Linked DNA regions of Mus musculus: region 1 is linked to region 2. The links are chromatin contacts, called in public capture Hi-C maps. All regions are on one chromosome and are shown on one strand. The core of a region is the stretch at or near the end of the contact, and the rest is flanking DNA. Distances in the headings are between cores, read along the strand shown.

The links. Capture Hi-C pulls out chosen DNA fragments and counts their contacts.
Region 1: a capture Hi-C map of embryonic stem cells shows a contact between it and region 2, with 7 times the contacts expected there. The contact joins the promoter of 5830432E09Rik here to the promoter of Adam12 in region 2. A contact is called at or near these places in 4 of 39 promoter capture datasets (the C10 cell line, embryonic stem cells, hippocampal neurons and 1 more) and 2 of 9 other capture datasets (adipose tissue and embryonic stem cells).

Annotation. Positions count from the first base shown.
Region 1 is chr7:135,651,044-135,654,603 of GRCm38.p6, forward strand. It overlaps 5830432E09Rik (RIKEN cDNA 5830432E09 gene), which reads right to left and starts at 1,271. Exons shown (of 3, transcript NR_015548.1): 1 at 747-1,271. It overlaps Ptpre (protein tyrosine phosphatase, receptor type, E), which reads left to right. Exons shown (of 21, transcript NM_011212.3): 4 at 710-803; 5 at 1,047-1,120; 6 at 2,850-2,986.
Region 2 is chr7:134,223,607-134,226,823 of GRCm38.p6, forward strand. It overlaps Adam12 (a disintegrin and metallopeptidase domain 12 (meltrin alpha)), which reads right to left and starts at 1,491. Exons shown (of 23, transcript NM_007400.2): 1 at 1,181-1,491. The coding sequence starts at 1,271.

The DNA.
Region 1 (3,560 bases), core at 21-2,520, 1.4 Mb after region 2:
ACCACAAGGACACCAAAGGCACGGTGCAAGGGTAGGGATATGTGTCTCTCTGAGGAAGGTGGACCTGGGAGGTGTGAAGAATGGATGCACAAGTTGGTTCCAGGAAGCCAGCAGTCTCTATGACAAAGAATTCAAGGCTCTGAAAAGCCAGGCCATTGTGTGCCTGTTCCTCAATAACTGTATCAAACCTCGGGACCGGGCTGTTTCCTTATACCTGGTGCTCCTGATTCATCTGGGTTGGGACACAACAACTGTACCCTGAGGGGAAGCCACCTTCCTCCACCTCCTCATTGAAGAGAGAGGCTGGGCCAAAGATGCTTAGAGAAATAGCTGGGCTGGGCAGTGGTGGCGCACACCTTTAATCCCAGCACTTGGGAGGCAGAGGCTGGCGAATTTCTGAGTTCAAGGCTACCCTGGTTTACAGAGTGAGTTCCAGGACAGCCAGGGCTATACAGAGAAGAGAAACCCTACCTCTGAAAACCAAAGGGAAAGGAAAAGAGAGAGTGTGTGAGAGAGAGAGCAGGGTACATTGGGGTACGAGGAGGTCACCCTTCGTCAGAGTCCTTGAACAAGTCCCACCATTGCACTCCTCTGTCCCCTGGAAAGAACTGAAGGGAGATAATTTCTAAACTGTAGCATGGGGGAAGTCCTTACCCCTACCCAAGGTCCTGATGGGGTCTCTGCCCTCTACCACCCCACCCACCCACAGGCCCTCCGGACCCTGGTGCATCCCAGCCGCTGCTCACCTGGCTGCTGCTGCCCCTGCTCCTCCTCCTGTTCCTGCTTGCAGCCTACTTCTTCAGGTAGGAGTGTCCCCAGGCGCTGACGTGCTCTCACCAGCTCCTATGAGGAAATGAGTGTGCTGGAGGCTGGGGGTGTGGGCCCAAACAGCTCAGACAGCGGCTGGCCAGGCCTGAGCTGCCACACAGCTCAGCCATGAGCAGCAGAAAGAACTTTTCCCGGCTCACCTGGTGGGTATCACCACACTCAGGGCTTGGGGGTTCCCGCGGTGCTGAGACCTAACACATCTTGTGTGTGCCTTTAAGGTTCCGGAAGCAGAGGAAGGCCGTGGTCAGCAGCAACGACAAGAAAATGCCTAACGGGATCTTAGAAGAGCAAGGTATTGTACACTGGGCTTGGTACAGCGGGCAGGCATGGGGCTGTCACTCAAGCTTGCCACTCTCTCCAGCTCCTCCTGGGCTCACGCTGTCACTTGCTAGTAACCCAGAATCTCTGTTTCGGAACTTAGTGTGAGAGGTCGTTTTTTCCCTGCAAGAGAGCGGATGTCTGAGACATTTCAGTTTGTGAGGTTTTTTTTTTTTTTTTTTTTTTTTTTAAAGAGACCACTCATATCCTGTCGGTTTAGCAGGGCTTTGCCAAGTCACATTTCTCACTGAAGCCTTTGAAATCACCCCGTGATAGGGCTCTAACTCATGGTGAGGAGTGTTCAGATGTGACGGTACTACCTCAGGATCAAGCTGGAAAGGGCACTGCTCTGCCAGAGCTCATCGCTCTTGAGAAGGAGTGCCAGTGAGGGGACATGCCTAACTTAGATTCCAGCTGTGTCCTAACTTGTAAACGCTGCTTATGAAAGCTTGTTTTTCTCTCCTCTCTGTGTGGTTTCAAAGGTGCAGGCTCTAGCTGAGTCGGGGTGGCATGGGCTTCTAATCTCAGTATTCGAAGGCACTTGTTGAGGCAGAAGCAACACAGGTTCAAGGCCAGACTGAGCGACGTAACAAGATCCATCTTCAAATGGCCAAGGGACCTGGGGATACAGCTCAGTGGCGTAGCACCTGCCCAATATATGCCGAGCCCCTGGTTTTTAGTGACGATTTAAAACACAAAACGCTGGCTCACAGCAGTGGTTCCAGCTTTCTGTTCTAACTTCCTGCAGAGCTTTGCCTGCCTTGAGGTAACGTGCATGCCGTCAGAACTCAAGCGACACTTTAGAACTCCCCCAAGGTAGTAAAGGAACTAACACAACCCCACAGATGGGAAGGCTATGGGCAAGAGAGGGCTCAGCTGAGCGGTAGCATTGCAGGGCTTGGGGGACCTGCACATCCGCATAGACAGGTCTGGTGCATCTGCAGTCTGCAACCTGCCCTTCTCGCCTCCCCGCACATCCCAAAAGCCAGTGCAGAGGGAAGAGTGTGGCTGGGAGGGGCAAGAAGGCAAAGGCTTCTACCAGCTCATCTGGCTGCAGCCGAAGGGTGTCTCAGTGAGCTCTGCAGGTGGGACAGGGCCTTTTGCAAAGGTGACAGCTGACTTATTCTACTGATCTTATGGAACCAGCTCCCTCTCTGTGAAGAGAGAAATGCCAGTCCCCAGCAGCCCTTTGTAGTGTCCTCTCCTCCCGTGCTTCAGAGATGGTTTGTTTCTCTGCATTGTAATGCATGTGATTTAAGGAAGCGGGTCTATGCATTGCCAAAAAGGGGAGGCTGCAAGACAGAGATCCTGGCAGTCCCCCCATCTGCTCTGAGTGTATACCCAGAGCCCTGTGATTACTCTTCTCTGGATCTAGTATCATGAAGCTGCCATGCCGTGCGTGGAAGGAACATAGGCTAGAGGGAAGGCTGAGTGGTGGGTGAGCTTGCAAGCAAGGTCAAGAATACGATGTCTATGATGGACAGGAATGCTGCCATCACTTGCTGAAAATAGGGTGTGTTGGGAAGGAGATGTTTGATTCAGTTGCTCAGAGCTGGGTTAGCCCCAGGGTGAGCGAGCGATTTGAGAGGACTGGTCCCCTCCCATTGTGCAGATCCATCAGGAATGCTGTCCGACCATCTAAGGAATGAGTCAGCCATGGGCAATGGAACTAAGTGGCTTCTCTGTTGCTCCTGGCCCTACAGAGCAGCAGAGAGTGATGCTGCTGAGCAGATCTCCATCAGGCCCCAAGAAGTTCTTCCCCATCCCCGTGGAGCACCTGGAGGAGGAGATCCGGGTGAGATCTGCGGATGACTGCAAGCGATTCCGAGAGGAGTTCAATGTGAGTGTCCCAGGTCTCGGCCATCGCGAGGAATAGCGGGACAGTCCCAGCCAGTAGTTCCAGGGACTCGGGACTTTATGTCACTTGTGGAGCTGCTCAGAAGTGGGGTCTGGAGAGCCCAGTCACTAGTGCAGTGCTCTTCACTGGTGCTCCTTGTTCCTTAGGAAGTGAGATGGTTGAGCCTGGCGCTCCTGGGGGTTGCTGCCAGCTCCATGATTGGGTGCCATGATATGACAGCAGCTGTGATAAACGTGTAATTCTACCATGTGGTGCGTGGTGTAGGTGGCAGTTTTATTTATGCTGAAGGATACAGGGAGCCTCCCACAAAGCATCTTGTCATGGTCCCCAAGAGGTCCAGCTTCTAATCAGACCAGCACTGGTCCCTCTGAGCAACCATCACGGCACAATTCGTTGGTTATGAAGACTGTCTGTAGAGGACACTAGCTCTCGTTCAGTGTGTGTGAGTCTCTGCTGTATGGGATGAATCACTCCCACACCCTCTGAGCAGCAGTGGCTCACTCCATGCTCGGCCCACCGGCAGTCTCCATAGTCATTCTCAGAACTCTTAACTCAA
Region 2 (3,217 bases), core at 241-2,740:
AAAACACCTTTGACTGCGGTTTTCACCTGCAGGTCCCAGAGTTTTCTAAATAGTCGTCAGCGTTGTTGCCCTTTTCGCTGATGGTTGATATGTACAATTGTTTAATTTAATCACCAATTCGCCAAGTTGGTCTTTATTGCTGTGTAGGTATTTATGGGAGCTAGAATTTGGTTACATTATGGTAGACAGGCTGGGGGTCGAGGATAACAGTGACAGTTGAGAAATGAAATGTTTCGTGTTGGAAACAGTTGATGATGGGGGGCTAGCTAAATGCCTGATACCTAGAATCACAGAAATAAGAGTTGGAGGCCAAGGTGAATCATTCATTGGTGAACAGCGCCCCTAGCGGCAAAAGGGGCCGGCAGCAAGGGTGACTAGGGAAGCTCCCGAATTTTAAAAAGGCACCTGCTGTGAGTTCTCATTATACAAACAGGATCCACAGGTGCCCGGGCTTTAAGAAGATTCAACTCAGGAAAATACAAGTCTATAAAAACTCCTTTAATGTATGCACTTTTGTTTAACTCTGGAGTGGGTACTCGCGCTACACGAGGTCTTGGTGTAAGCCCTTACTTACCAAGGATGAGCAAGAAAGGGGAATGAGTTCTGTTAAAGTTTGATCCTTACTGACAATTAGCGAGTGAAGCCAGAAATCGCTAAGGGCCACGAAGTCAATTGAAACAAAAAAAAGTAAAGAGCGCTGCAGGTACACCTGTGATGGGAGGCCGCGGGGGGCGTCCTCTGCATCCCCCAGCTGTGTCAGAGCGGGGGTGGAAAGGAAACCTCGTGGGGAGTTGACTCCGAAGCTGGGTGAAGGAACTCACTACCCCACTGGATCAGGAAAACGACCCCACGCACACCCTCCCAGGAGACACGTGTAACTGTCAAGACACTGTGAGCCTTAGGAGCAAATGTCACTCCAAGACATTTCATTCAGACATTAGCTGCCTCAAGGCCCCCAAGCAAAGCGTCTTCTTCTCCCGTGCCACCCCAACCCAACCCCCGGAGTGAGCACCTGGCGGGGGACCAGTGTCAAGGCTCTGGGAGCGCGAGCCAGGGGGGTCCTCAGATGCGCCCTGGGTGCGTTTGCTCTCCCTGTGGCTGTGGCACTCGCGGAGACCCTGACTTGTAGCGAGGTGGCGGGGAGAGGACGCGCAGGCAGCCGCCTGTGCGGGTGACTTACCTCGGGCTGCACGGGGCGCCAGCAGGGCCCCAGCCAGGGCCAGCAGGAGGGCGCGGGCGGGGGGCGCGCGCCGCGCCGGGCGCTCTGCCATTGTCGCCGGCCTGGCGTGCAGCTGCTTCGGGGGCCCCGCGGCCAGCGCTGCAGCATCCCACGCGGGCGCCGAGCTGGGGGAAGTCCTACTGCCCTGAGTCTGCCGCGACCCCCTCGCGCAGCGCCCGGGTCGCTGAGCAGCGAGTCTAGCCTTTCATTTTTTCAAAAAAAAACTTTCTCCCCTCCCCGTGTGTGTGCGTGCGCGCGCGCGCTACTCTGGCACGAGCCGCCCTTGACCGTTGCAATAAATGAGCAGCCTGTCCGAGTTGGCGCCGGGGACCAGCGATCTGAGGGCGGGCCTGTGCAATGGATCCGCGGCCAGCAGTCGCCGTTCTCATTACCACGGAACAAATTAGCGTCTCCCCCGCACCCCGCCTTCCTGCGGCGTCCCGCGGGTCCTAGAGACCGCTCCGGGGTCCCCGACAGCCTGGGTCCTATCCACTCCCGGGGGTGGCTGGATGCAGGATACCCTCAGACCCCTTGTGCGAGCCGCCGCGTAGACCAGCTGTGTGGCGCAAAGGCGCGAGAACGCACACTTCCCAGCCTCAGGATGATGTGGCCGCGGGGCCCGGGGCGCCGGCAGCCAAGAGCACACGCGGCGCCGGGGTCCAGCTTTCCAGACTGAGGCTGGAAAGGATGACTGGGCTGCTAGCTGCTGGCTAGCTGGGAACCGGCGGGACGCGAGGAACAGGTCTGGTATATGGTGCACAGCCAGGCAGCCTGTGGCTGGACGTTCCAAACCGCCAAACCAGTACCTCACACCTCAGAAATAAGATTGAATTTACAGTAGCAGGCACTCGGGCACAGCGTTTTCGCTGTGGTGCTCTGGTTTTGATGCTGATAGATTGGCCAAAGTTTCCTTTCAGTTATCTAGACCCAGGAAAAGGTCCAGATACGTTCCAAACTTCACTGATCTTAAGGGGCACCTGGCTTGGCTGGTTAGAGATGCAAATTGCAGCCGGACTTGGTGATGCATGCCCTTCATCCTAACATTTGGTGGGCTGAGACAAGAGGGTTACTGCAAGTTTGAGGCCAACAAGGGGCTACACCCTGTCTGGTTCAACCTGAGCTACCAAGTGAGATTCTGCCTCAACAAAAAACCAAGATAGTGGGCAAAGCCTGACGGGGAGAGAAAATGCCAATTGCCAGGCAGCCTCCTACATCTTCAGAGTGAGCTGTTCTTCGGGAACACAGCTAGGCTAGCCCCAGTAAAGGGATGGAAGGCCTCACCTCAGGGTTATAGTTGTACCCTTCCCCGCCTTCTCATTGGCCTGACATATTCCTAATCGGACTCTTTGTGTTCCTGAGAACCAAGTGAGAAGCAGCAGGCGACAGACAGACAGACAGACAGACAGACAGACAGACAGACATCTGGAGAATAATGGCCACTGTGGTCCCTAACATGGGAACTTCTTAGAACTTGTAAGGGCTCAAGGGGATGCCACACCCATCCTGGCCAGTGAACCAGAACCCATCTTGGGCCTGGCAGTTTTCAAAGCCTTAGTTGATTACACTGCAGCTGGGGGTCGGGCCAACCACAGAGATTCTGTTCTGGTCCTACAGCTTCCCCTGTTCTGGGTCAGATCTACAGTATGAGGAGAGTCGGGTTGGGGAAGGCTGTGTTCCTGACCACCTCGCTGGAAAGTAGCCTTACTCTCCAGCTGCCTCTCACCAGCAGTGGTCTGCAGTAGTCTCTCACTTCAAAAATGACATAGGACCTTAAAAGTGAGAGGCCTCATATTCAAGTCAGAGCAGGCATCCTTTGAAATCAGCCCAGTCATCCATAGCCACCCTTGTGTGTCCTGGTATTTACGCAATCAGAATTAGCAATGTTACATTAGGGACTTGGGAAATGAAGCTGTAAAGAAATGTCTCTCACCTTCAAAGGCTCTTTGTTATTGTTATTGTTGTTATTGTTGTTTTTCTGTTCTGGTCAGGGCCTCTCTA